Regions from separate parts of the Canis lupus genome. Here region 2 is linked to region 1. A link is a contact called in public Hi-C data. All regions are on one chromosome and are shown on one strand. Each heading gives the region's core, a stretch centred on a gene start, on an enhancer-like site or on the middle of the called end of the contact. The rest is flanking DNA. Distances are from core to core; before and after follow the strand shown.

The links. A called contact is a pair of places that touch in the nucleus more often than the background predicts.
Region 2: a Hi-C map of skin fibroblasts shows a contact between it and region 1, with 2.5 times the contacts expected there. The contact joins two enhancer-like sites. A contact is called at or near these places in 2 of 9 Hi-C or Micro-C datasets (amygdala and skin fibroblasts).

What each region holds. Positions count from the first base shown.
Region 1 is chr2:9,188,597-9,193,875 of UU_Cfam_GSD_1.0, forward strand. MLLT10 (protein AF-10) reads right to left here. Exons shown (of 25, transcript XR_005355186.1): 16 at 1,867-1,984; 17 at 427-499. Among named protein-coding and RNA genes, the nearest start is that of MLLT10, 230 kb to the right of the region's middle. Within about 2 kb of position 2,670, at least 4 of the 20 cell types and tissues checked have an H3K27ac peak or open chromatin away from gene starts, as enhancers often do.
Region 2 is chr2:9,441,337-9,447,094 of UU_Cfam_GSD_1.0, forward strand. No RefSeq gene overlaps it. Among named protein-coding and RNA genes, the nearest start is that of SKIDA1, 7.1 kb to the left of the region's middle. Within about 2 kb of position 3,680, at least 5 of the 20 cell types and tissues checked have an H3K27ac peak or open chromatin away from gene starts, as enhancers often do.

The DNA of each region.
Region 1 (5,279 bases), core at 1,420-3,919:
TAGGAAACTAGAGATGAAAGGGTTACGTGCAAGGCCCACGACAGGGCAAAAACTGGAACCCAAAGTTGAAAGCCTTGAGCCTCTAGCTTTAAGAGATTTAAAGACTATTTCATGACCAAGAAAAATTAGCCAAATTAATGTATTTAGTAGAACCAGCAGCTAAATATACAAATGATAAAAACAAGAGAGTTGAAATTGATCGGAAATCTAAGAAAAGGGATGTCTTCTTAAAAGCTTAGAAATCTAACCATGTGGTTAAATTAATATTCAAATTAATTTAGAATCATTTTTCTTGACAGTCCAGACATGCTTATCTACAAAATGCTTTTACAGCCTCACAAATGTTCGCTCTGATAGGAGATAAAGAAGTTTCCAAATCTCAAAATGTTTCCTTTGCCTATACTCTGCAGAGTAAATAATACTTACCGTGGTGAGAGACTTCCTCGGGGTGAGCTTCCTCTGCCAACAAGGCTGCGGCTATTGTCTCCAAGATCTTGATCTGCAGTGTAAATATTTCATAGCTGATAAAGTGACTCTCACTAGATAAGAGGTTTTAAGCTCTTGCCCTGATTTTTCCTAAATCGTACATAAAACCTTTACCACTATCTTTGCAGTTACTATGAAAGTAGAAGATCTAGTATATTGCTAGTTCAGAATTGCTGAACTGTGGCATGTTAAGGCGTTGTCCCTACATGTTTTTGTGGGTGTAGAAGGCCATGGATTATGTTCCGTTCTTTCATTCCTTTCAATTTTACAGCACAGAAGCGTGGTTTGCATTTGCAGTACCCTCCCCTCAGCCACTTTTAATTTCTACGGTTAAAGTAATGAATCACAGCTGTGGACAGCTAATCTGTATGCTTATCACAGCAAATCCTTATGCTTTGTATTTTTTAACACTTTGCATCCCAAGACAAGTCATAAAATACATAATGTATTACATACAGCCACACACAGTAACTAAAATTACATATATTACATGGACCCCCACACCAAGAATAAAATTAAATATAACGCTACAAATTTAAAGTTGACAAAATTCAAAATTTAAAGTTGACAAAAATAAGTAGGAATATAGCATTCTATCCTTAATTTCTTCAAAATAATTCTTTGGTAACACTGAATATCTCCACTTGAAAAGTAACTTGTATTTCCCCTACAAGTCAGTTCCTTCTAAAATCACCCTATCTGGCCTCTTTCAAGGTTGTCCTCCCCTTATTCTGAGTCAGGTAACCTCTGACCCTTAAAGGGTAAAGACATGACTGATCCATTCTTGGTGAACTGCTAAACCCATTCCCTTCCCCCAAACAGGCATGACTACTTGGACATGTCAACAAATCCTTAAGGATGGAATGAAACAAAGCAAATCCAGTGGCTCATTAAAACAGTACAAGAGGCAAATGCTACAAAATGTCAACTGGTAAAAATTCACAGGATTACTAAACACTGTAGAAATTCTCTAACAGGATTTTTTTTTAAACCAAGTTTGTGTAATGCAATTTCATGAATTATGCAAATAAAGGTTTAGGCTATTCACAGAAAAGCCCAGTGTTATGTTACTTTCATTGCACAGAACTGAGAACTGAACACATCAATCACAAAAGTCACAGGAGACATTGTTGCATTCCTGCCTGCTGATGGCTCTGCTTAAACATTTACATTTCAGACAGTAAAAAAAGCACATCACTATTTTGCAGCACAGCACACTATTTACTTCCAACTGTGACTCTTTTGGTTAAGGTGGAGGTGTGTGTGTGCAGCACAATCCTGTATTAACCACACCTTTAGATTTTTCAAATAAAATAAGCCAATGGCGGGAGGAGGGTGGATTTACATTGGGGGAGAATTTAAAAATTCTTGAAAACTTACCTGTTTGATTGTTTTCAGACTGAACTATAAGAGCTGCCATTGATGAACTTGGATTTAATCTACTGCCATACATATGAGATGGTGCCTGACTAAGAGAAGATCCAGAGAGGGTATTTGCCTAAATGAAAAGAATGACAAAGATAAATGAATTATATTTGAAAATACCTTCATATTCTTCCTCCTCATTGACCTAGTAACTATTTTTTCAAACCTAAAAATATAAGCAAACATTCCTGACTTTCTGAAGACCAAATTTCATTCTTTCTTGTTTTACCATTACAATATTTCAATTTTTGAAAAGTTACATAATTCCAAATAAAAAAAAAAAAAAGACTGGCACAAAGTTATTTTTGCTTCACTAACAAAACTCAATGGAATGGTAACCATGTGAACATATGACTAATTATTTAATCTTATTAAACCATTTACAAAATAAGGGCAGGTAGACAACAGATGTCTAACAAATGCTTCAGTCTCTTACATCACAGTCTGGCGAAGGAGGTCAAAAGGTCCAATTTCTACTTTTAGTATTTTAACTATACAGAGCGATATTTCCATTGCTTAAACTCTGTCATTAGTAAAACCTGCACACTATTCTGTTACTTCCTATTTTGATAGACTTGGAAGCCTGCTGCTTTTTCTGTTTTGTTTTGTTTTTATTTTAAAAGAAAGCAAACAGGCATCACAAGTATGTTTTCTATACAATGCAGAGCTCAACGAATCACAGCTTTGCCCTGACCCCATATAAGGCACTGTCTTTTTGGCAGGAAGCCAGCTCCACTAACTGGAGAGCTGGTCCAAAGTTTGTAATTCATTCATGTTGCTAACCACAATTCTGAAGGCCTGTACTGGGACTTGTGCCAAACAAGCGAAAATGAACCCTTAAACAGATGAAGCTAAGGAGGCTGGCCAAAGTCTTGCGTAATCCAATGTAATAAAAATGCCTTCTTTGATGTGAATACTTTCTCCCACTTTCTAAGAATATTACAACCTTAAAATGTGGCATTTGGGGAGCAAATCTCTTGTACACAAAATACTGTTACTCAAAGGCAGCTATTACTAGCCTGAAATACTTTTCAGATTTAACAGAACCACAAATTTTAAAGTAGATGTCATATTCTTTTTTTATGAATGAAATCAAACTTAAGCTTTTATAAAATGATACCATTCTATATTATTTCCGAACAGAATTCTGGAAAATAATTTCCAAGGACTGAAGCACTTCTAATATAAAGAAGCCAAATAACAGCAAAACAAAAGATGGAGGCATTCTAACAAGTACAATGGCACACAAGAGACCAAGACAACATAGTAGTTATAACAAGCAAAATATTACAGAAAATAAACTGTGTTTCTGGAAAGGGTCAGACCCTGACATTATATGTGGCCTCTAGCCAACTTACTGGGCATGAAAATTGGACTTTACAATTCACAGAAATACTGTGATGTGGAATCCTGTCCTTGTTTTCCATTGTTTCAAAGTGTGTACTTCCTAGCTCATTCTTTCATGTTCAAGTTTAATTGGTCAATTTTCGGTTTCATTTTTTCCTCTTATTAAAGATGTGTATTGAAAGCCAGTAAGTTTGTACTATAAAGTCTTGTTTAACAATCAATTAGCCCTCAGTAAAAGCTACCTAATTTTAACCTCAAGATCATACTAGACATTTACCATGTATTTACTAGTATGGCATACTAAAATATATAATTCATAAATGGAAACATAGTAAGATTTTTTTATATCTCCAGAAGTCAACGACTTGGAAATCTTGGCTTCTCATAAAATAAGTTAGCATAAGAAAAACCACCAAACAGACAAACAGAAAGAGCAGACATCATCAGTCCCATGTGTTAACGTCTCAGGTACCACATACTTAAAAATACCCCTTTGCAGAACCAATTTGCTCTTATTCTAGATATAATTCTAAAAAGACCACTAAGCATATAAAAGATTAGAAGTGAAAAATTTATTAGAAAGAGGAAGAAAAGTTATTTATTGAGACATTCGTTGGCAGCAGGAATCAACAGCTAACAGTGTAAGAAGAAAGAGGAACATGAACAAGAGTGAGCGCATATATTACAGAGTGCTGCTGAGGTGGTGCTCAAAGAACATGGACATCTAAATGCCTTAGCGTCTGTATCTTAGCCTTCTTGCTCTCCTTTACCATGAACTCATCTATAATGGTTGAAACATAACTAATATTATATCAGTTGGGACTACTTTATTAATTCCAATTAACAGTTTTATGCGTTGCCTTCATCTTTTAATAAGAATCAAAAGATCCGGGAAGCCTGGGTGGCTCAGTGGTTGAGCATTGCCTTTGGCTCAGGGTGTGATCCCGGCGTCTTGGGATCGAGTCCGGCATCGGGCTCCGTGCAGGGAGCCTGCTTCTCCCTCTGCCTGTGTCACTGCCTTTCTCTCTGTGTCTCTCAAGAATTAATAAAATCTTTTAAAAAAAAAAAAATCAAAAGATCCTACTCCTCAGAAGTACACTTTTTCAGGAAGGGCACTTTCTGCAAGGGCTTTCTATTTATTCCTTATTAGTTTCACATTTTTTGATGCAGTCTTCAAATTATCTCAGTTTCTCTATCATACATTAGCCCACCATGCTAAAAAAGATCAAAATGCAAAGCAGTACTGCATAATAACTGATTTACATAATCATTATCATCAAGAAGAAGATAAATCATCTTTAGCATAATTTCAAGAGGAAAGTATATATTTTATAAAGGTGACAGGCAAAAGCAAAATTAATAACAAAAACCTAAAATGGGAATACATTCTTTGTTATTCTAAATGACCAATTTCCCAAATTCCCTAAATGAGTAAAAATTATCTGGTAGTTTGCTTTTTAAAAATATTGCAATTACTGAAACTAGAAATTTTGGGAAAGAGATTAAAAGTTACTAATTTTATCAAGCTGCATTCTATGGTATATTAAAACATCTCAATCACTCTACATTAAAACTCAAGAACCCACAAATGTCTAACACTGCTTAGCCAATGGTTCTGAAATGATGTTTAGAATGGTGAATGTTGGGAACCCACAATAACTCTGTTCCACCTCAGGGCCAAGAAACTCCCATCAGTTCTGCTTTTTTTTTTTTTTTTTTTTTTAAGATTTATTTATTTATTTATCCATGAGAGACACACAGAGAGAGAGAGGCAGAGACACAGGCAGAAGGAGAAGCGGGCCCCATGCAGGGAGCCCGATATGAATCCCAGGAATTCAGGATCATGCCCTGAGCCAAAGACTGACGCTCAACCACTGAACCACCCAGCCGTCCCAACTCCCATCAGTTTAGTGAAGAGATTTACAACTTAGGAGCAATGAAGAAGGGTAAGGGAGAATGGCGAGAAGGCAACTTCCTGAGGAGAGCATACACATAATGTCAGACATTCTGTAGACTCAAAA
Region 2 (5,758 bases), core at 2,430-4,929, 250 kb after region 1:
AAACAATTAAAAGAGTTCTCTTAATAGCAGGATATTTTATGGTCTGACATAGTGACAAAGCAGTAAATACAACCAAGAGAAGTAAAATGGGTCAGAGTTGTAAGAATACCCCATATGAAAAAATAAGTTCTTTCAGGGCTCTTTGGTACCAGAACTCAGGCACTTGGATTTTATTACCTTTTACTTTTTCTGCATCTCTCTAAACTTCTGTTTTCAGACCATCCTGTGAATAAAGCAGGAGAGTTTCTACTGCAAGTGACAATCAGAGGTGACTATCTATATTTGCACTTAAAATCAAAGTAGTTCAACATGCAAATGGCTAGGGTCTAGCCCTTGGTAAGGGCCATGCTGGTGTACTATGTTGTGATGATGGAAGCAGTAAATCAAAATTATGGAAATTTGCACTGTTGAAAAGCATGCTTTAGCTTTATTTTCAATTAAAAACACTGTTTAAAATTCCTGGTTCCATACATTTCTACTTATTCCAGATTGAAGAACGGTTAACAGGAATGAATGGTTTTGTTGACATTTTCATTTGTAATGTTTTTGCCTGAAAGAAATGCATTTATTGGGTGTAGTGTTTTGTTGTAATGCCATGTGATGAGGCCAGTCAGGTTCTGTGCAGAACACTGGATTCCTTTCTAAATAACAACAAAACTGTACAAACTTGTTACAAATCAAGTGCAAAAGTTTCAGGTTTAAGAAAGTGAAGCAAAGATCAATTGCTATTTTTAATGAAAGTTAAATCTAATAATTTTTGATATACTTCCCTTAGTCTGTCCAATTAGTTATGTAGCTCAGATCTTTGCCATCTTAAACCTAAGAAGTTGCATCTAATGACCATAAATCAGAATACAAAACAAAACATCAAGGAGATGTTTACCGTGTGAATTTAGTCAGTATTTCTCATGGAAATTCAGTCTTTTTTTTTTTTTTTTCCCCTTCCCTTAACCATCTAAGTCCTACTCCATTTGAAATTTTTTCTTTTGTCTCTAAATGTTTCAGATAGATCTGGATGGTCTCAGCTCTAATTGCTGTATATGCTCTGTGGTTTTACTCTTACTGTAAAGGACAGAGGCTCAGAATACCTGCATCCAAATACATTTGGATGGAGTAAACAGATGCTTTGAACTGTCTCCCTTCCTTTCTTTCTTGAATGTTGCCAGATGTAGGTTCACTGGATCCTTTTTTATTGGGATGCTAGATATGGTCAAAACAAAAATTGAGGGATGTTATCCTTGAATTCCTGTTTGTATATAATTCCAAAGACCAGTACAAGTTGCAGTTAAAGCCCCCAGAAAGCTGAACAATTGGCTTCTCAGTCTGAGTTCTTTCCTCTTTGGAAGGTCATACAGAATTTGGGTGCAGTGATTTGTCCTGCAAAAATCAATCTGTTAAAAAGGGTGACATGCACACACGGGAAATCTGTAATTTCTATTCTTTAATTACTGTTAAGTCAAGAGAGTTCAAAGTATGATGACCACTCCTCATTTAGACCAGCACTTCTCTTGCTGGCTATGGAATCATTGTTCCTATATTATAAATTGAGAATATATTTGAAGCCTACAGATCTTGGGTGTGGGAAGACTGCTAGATGGAATAAGCACGATTTAAAACAAATATACCCTATGGAATTTCTGACATAAAATATCGGCTTCCAGCTTTGACACTTGGTCTCTAGCCCTCAGAGAATCAATAGTTTCAGTTTATAGGAGCTGGAGAATGAGCAGCATGGAGGCCGAGGCATTCCAGAGTGATACCATCAAAAGGAAAGAAATTAAATAGTCAACACAAATTTCACCCCACAGTACTACAACAAGCCAGCCAACCACAGCAAAATCTGAGTTGGGGCTTCTGTTAGAAGAGTGTACCAAATAGTATTCAGTAACTTACAAATAAAAGGTATTCTTTCCATTTCTGGTAGTCCCTTAGCTGTTTTCCCATTCTGTTGTGGGAATCATTCCCAGTTCAGTTTATTTCATTTTGGTTGTTTTATGATTAATGACAACATCTAGGTTTTCTAAGATGCTATAAATGTCCCATTTGTTCAAAAAGTTAAGCCTTATTGAGGGAAAAACAAAGTTACCTCCATTGATAGATTGCATTTTTACATTTAACTGTTTTCAGGTGATGGCATTTTTTTCTTAAAGGCACTACATGGTTCCAGGGTCACTTAGTCCTGTGTCTAAAGCTCAACACTCACAAAATGCAGGAAAGGGCTCCTTCTCTGACTTTTTTTTGGGTAAACAAGCTTATTTTTGGTCTCCTATAAAAATAGTTTCCTGATAAGACTCTGAAATGAAGATTTAATTATTTTTTTAAAAAGATGTATGTACGCTGTCTTCCATAGTCAGGTTATCTGCCTTCTTAGAAAATACAGCTTGCTCTTTTTCAACTATTTACTTTTTAAAGTGGGTGTTCTTTTCTACTGGCTTACTTGATTACAGTGCAGTAATCTCAATAATGGTTGTTTATTTTAAAATCAACAACAAGGAGCCACCACTAAACAGCAATAACACAAACTAGATGGGCTGGTGTGTGGATTTTTATCTTATCTGTGTTTGGGTGACTTTCAATGGTCTAGAAATTTTTCAAAGTTCCGGTCACAAGAATTGGAAGTTTCTGCTTGATATGAGAATGATAGTTTTGTTTGAATGCAGGAAAAGATATAGACTAATTCCTCAAAAGCATTTTTTTCCCTTTCAGAAAAAACAGAAACAAAAATCCTCCATGGTAAAAAGCAAAAACAAAGTCCTCACGTTAAAAATAATAATAATAATAAAGCATTAGTATCTACAAAAGATAGAAAATGTGAGTTTTGCTTCACCTTGAAAATAACTTCCTGCTGCTAAAGGATGTGAAAAGGGAGTTTCCAAGAGCCAAAGTGGCGGGGGTGGGGGTGGGGTGGGGGTGGGGGAATTAAAGGTTCCTCATCAACTAACCTCAGGAAATTGACAAGGAGGAACAGGGCATCCACCTTAGGGAGTCCACCCGGTCACCCAGGTCTTCCCTGGGACTTTTCCCTTCCCTGGAAGAAAGAACTATTTTTAACACTAGCTTTGGTTTTGGTTTGCTCCCTAGGCCAAAGGGCATTTTTGCAAACTAGCCTGGGGGGTAGGGACGTAGGGAAGATCCAGGAGGTTGGGGGAGGGCTGCATTTTACCTGTTTGGCAGGCCCTCTTTTGCAAAAAAAAAAAAAAAAAAAAAAAGGAGGAGGGGGCCCAGCTATCATTCTTTGCCCATGCCCTAGGCCCCCGCTCTTCTCTCGCTCCTTTTCAAACTGTGGCGGCCTCACAAGCTCCTACTTTAAAAGGCCTGAGATGTTTTGCATGAAGCCCTCACAATAGGGGTTGAGAGAATTGACAGTTTCAAAAACAAGGCGTTCAGTCCTTTCCAGCTGCCGGGCCCGCTCTCTCGCACCAACTCCTCGCTCCTCTCTGCTGGTGGCGTCCTCGGCCGCGAGCGGCCGGCCCCCACCCCGCCAGCCCGGGATCCGGCCGCCCCTCCCCGCCCCCGGGCTGTGTTTGTAAACAGGGGTCAGTGTCCGGGGGCTGCCGGCGCGGGGCTCGGCCTGGCGGGCTGGGAGGAAGGCGGGGACGGCCGAGCTGGCGCAGGGCCGGCCCGGGGGACGTGGGGGTCCCGGGGTCCCTTTGCCCCTCGCTCTCCACCCAGGTGCCGCAGTGTGACCGCTGTGCTGACCCGGGGCAGCTCCTAGCTCTGTGGCCTGGGCCACCAGCACCAGAAAGATGTTTAAATGCCGCCATTTTGCATGGTGGCAAACAAATTTCTTTGTGACTTTTTTTCTCCGCCCAGATCTTGCTCTCCTCTGAATTTGTCACCTACTGGCTCCCGGGGCGGAAGGGCCCGGACCCCTGTGCGCCCGGCCCGGCCCGGCCCTCAGCTCCTGTCTACGCAGCCTCAGGTCCCAGTGGCCTCAAGGACGGGCCCACGCGGAGCAGGGGCGACAGGGCGCGCGGCCGGTCCCCGGGGACCAGACCGCCTCCTCTCACTTGGCGTTCCTTTTGTGTGCTCTGAGGTCAGCTCCCACCCCGGCACACGCACACACCGCCTAGCCATTTCTCACCTTCTCGCCCAGGCCTTATATCTCTCTGTCCCAGGCAAATGGGGCCCAGCCTTTTTTTTTTTTTTTTTTTTTTTTTGCTTTGGGCGGGGGGCTGGCCAAGGTCTCCAAAATGCATGTGTGGAACGCAAGTGGCAAAGAGATGAGGCTTCACACTGGGCCAGCCAGCATGGCTGTGAACGCCTTCTGGGAAGTGGCCCAAGACCTGCGGCCGGGGGGGAGTCAGGGGAGGCCCCTGCAGAACTCCCAAAGAGGGGGTTAAATGTGATGGGGCAAGGCTTGCTTTCTTTGGCGGCCGTGGTTCCTGTCCTTGGAACCTCTCAGTGCCTCTGAAAGTGGAATGATGACCTGGAAACGGGAAGCGTGAGACAGTGACCTGGAAAACCACCCTGGGTTGGAGAGGTTGGAGTGCAGCGATGCAAACAAAGCTGCTCCCAGAAGAAGAGGGGAAACAGAGGTGCACCACAGATAGGTCACAGGAAAGTGCAACAAGCTTGTTTTCCCGGGTGTTTAAAATGCAGCCCCAGTTGTAAAGTGTGTGAAATTACGCACTGGTCTCTTAAAGAGTGCCTAATTTATAGTAAATAGCAAGGTCTTTGTAAATGGCTTTATTATGTTGTTTCTTGTTAATTGTTGAGAAAATCCCCATTGTTGAGTGTGAAAGGCTTTATGAGCTAACCTGGTCCTCGGCGCAATCAGAGGGCAGTAAATGGCCGCTCGGCCTCCAAGGCCCAGCGCGGAAGCTGACGCGGCCCGAGAGCGGCCCGGGCGACCCCTGGAGACGGTGCCTCGGCCTGGGAAGAAAGTGGCGAGGGCTTCCCGGCTTTAATTAATGAGAAGGCGTGTTTTGAACTCGCGGGCCCCCAAGAGCAGCTTGCTAAGTGGGACGGGGAGCACGGAGAGCGCCGGGACGACCCAGGCGGGTAGGGCGGCGGGGAGGCGGAGCGGGGCCCGGGCGCCCCTCTCCGGCCCCCCAGCCCCGGCCACAGGCCCGCCGGCCCGGCGCCCGCTGCGGCCGCGCTGGGGTGGAACTGGTGCTTGGGCATTGTCTCCAGGTCTCCGGCCGCGTGGAGCGCGCGCTCAGGCCCGCCTGGCCAAGCCTCCTAACGCCCGAACACCCCGGATGGGGGGGTGGTGGCTGGAGGGGCTACGGACCGAGCAGCCCCCCGAAGGAGAGCTCCAGACCCCGGCCTGCGCCTCCTCGTCTTTTGTTTGAAAGCTGTCTCTCTCCTCTCTCCCCCTCTCTTTCTTCCTTTCTCTCTCCGCGCGATCTCTCTCTCTCTCTAACCTGAAATGGACTCAGAAGGCAGGAGAAATCAGAGGCAAGGCTTTTGGGTGTGTGTGTGTGAGAGAGAGAGAGAGAGAGAGAGAGATAGAATTTCTTCTTTAGGATAAGATAGTCTTCTCTCCTTTTCCCATCTTCTCCAGTTGTCTCTCCAGCCAGTTGCGACCCAGGAAGGGTTTGGGCAAAACCAGGCAGGCGTTGGGTTCGTTCCATTAACTTTGGGGCGAGGACCCCACCGGATCCTGCAGGCCTGGAGAGGGGCAGACGGAGAGCGCCTCCCCGGGCTTGGCCCCGCAGCCTTCCCAGGAGTTAAGATCCGGCGGTGGATCGGGGGAAAAGCAGCAACCGCCTCTCTGCAGCCTTTGAGCTCAAGCAGGGCGGCCAGAGGGAAA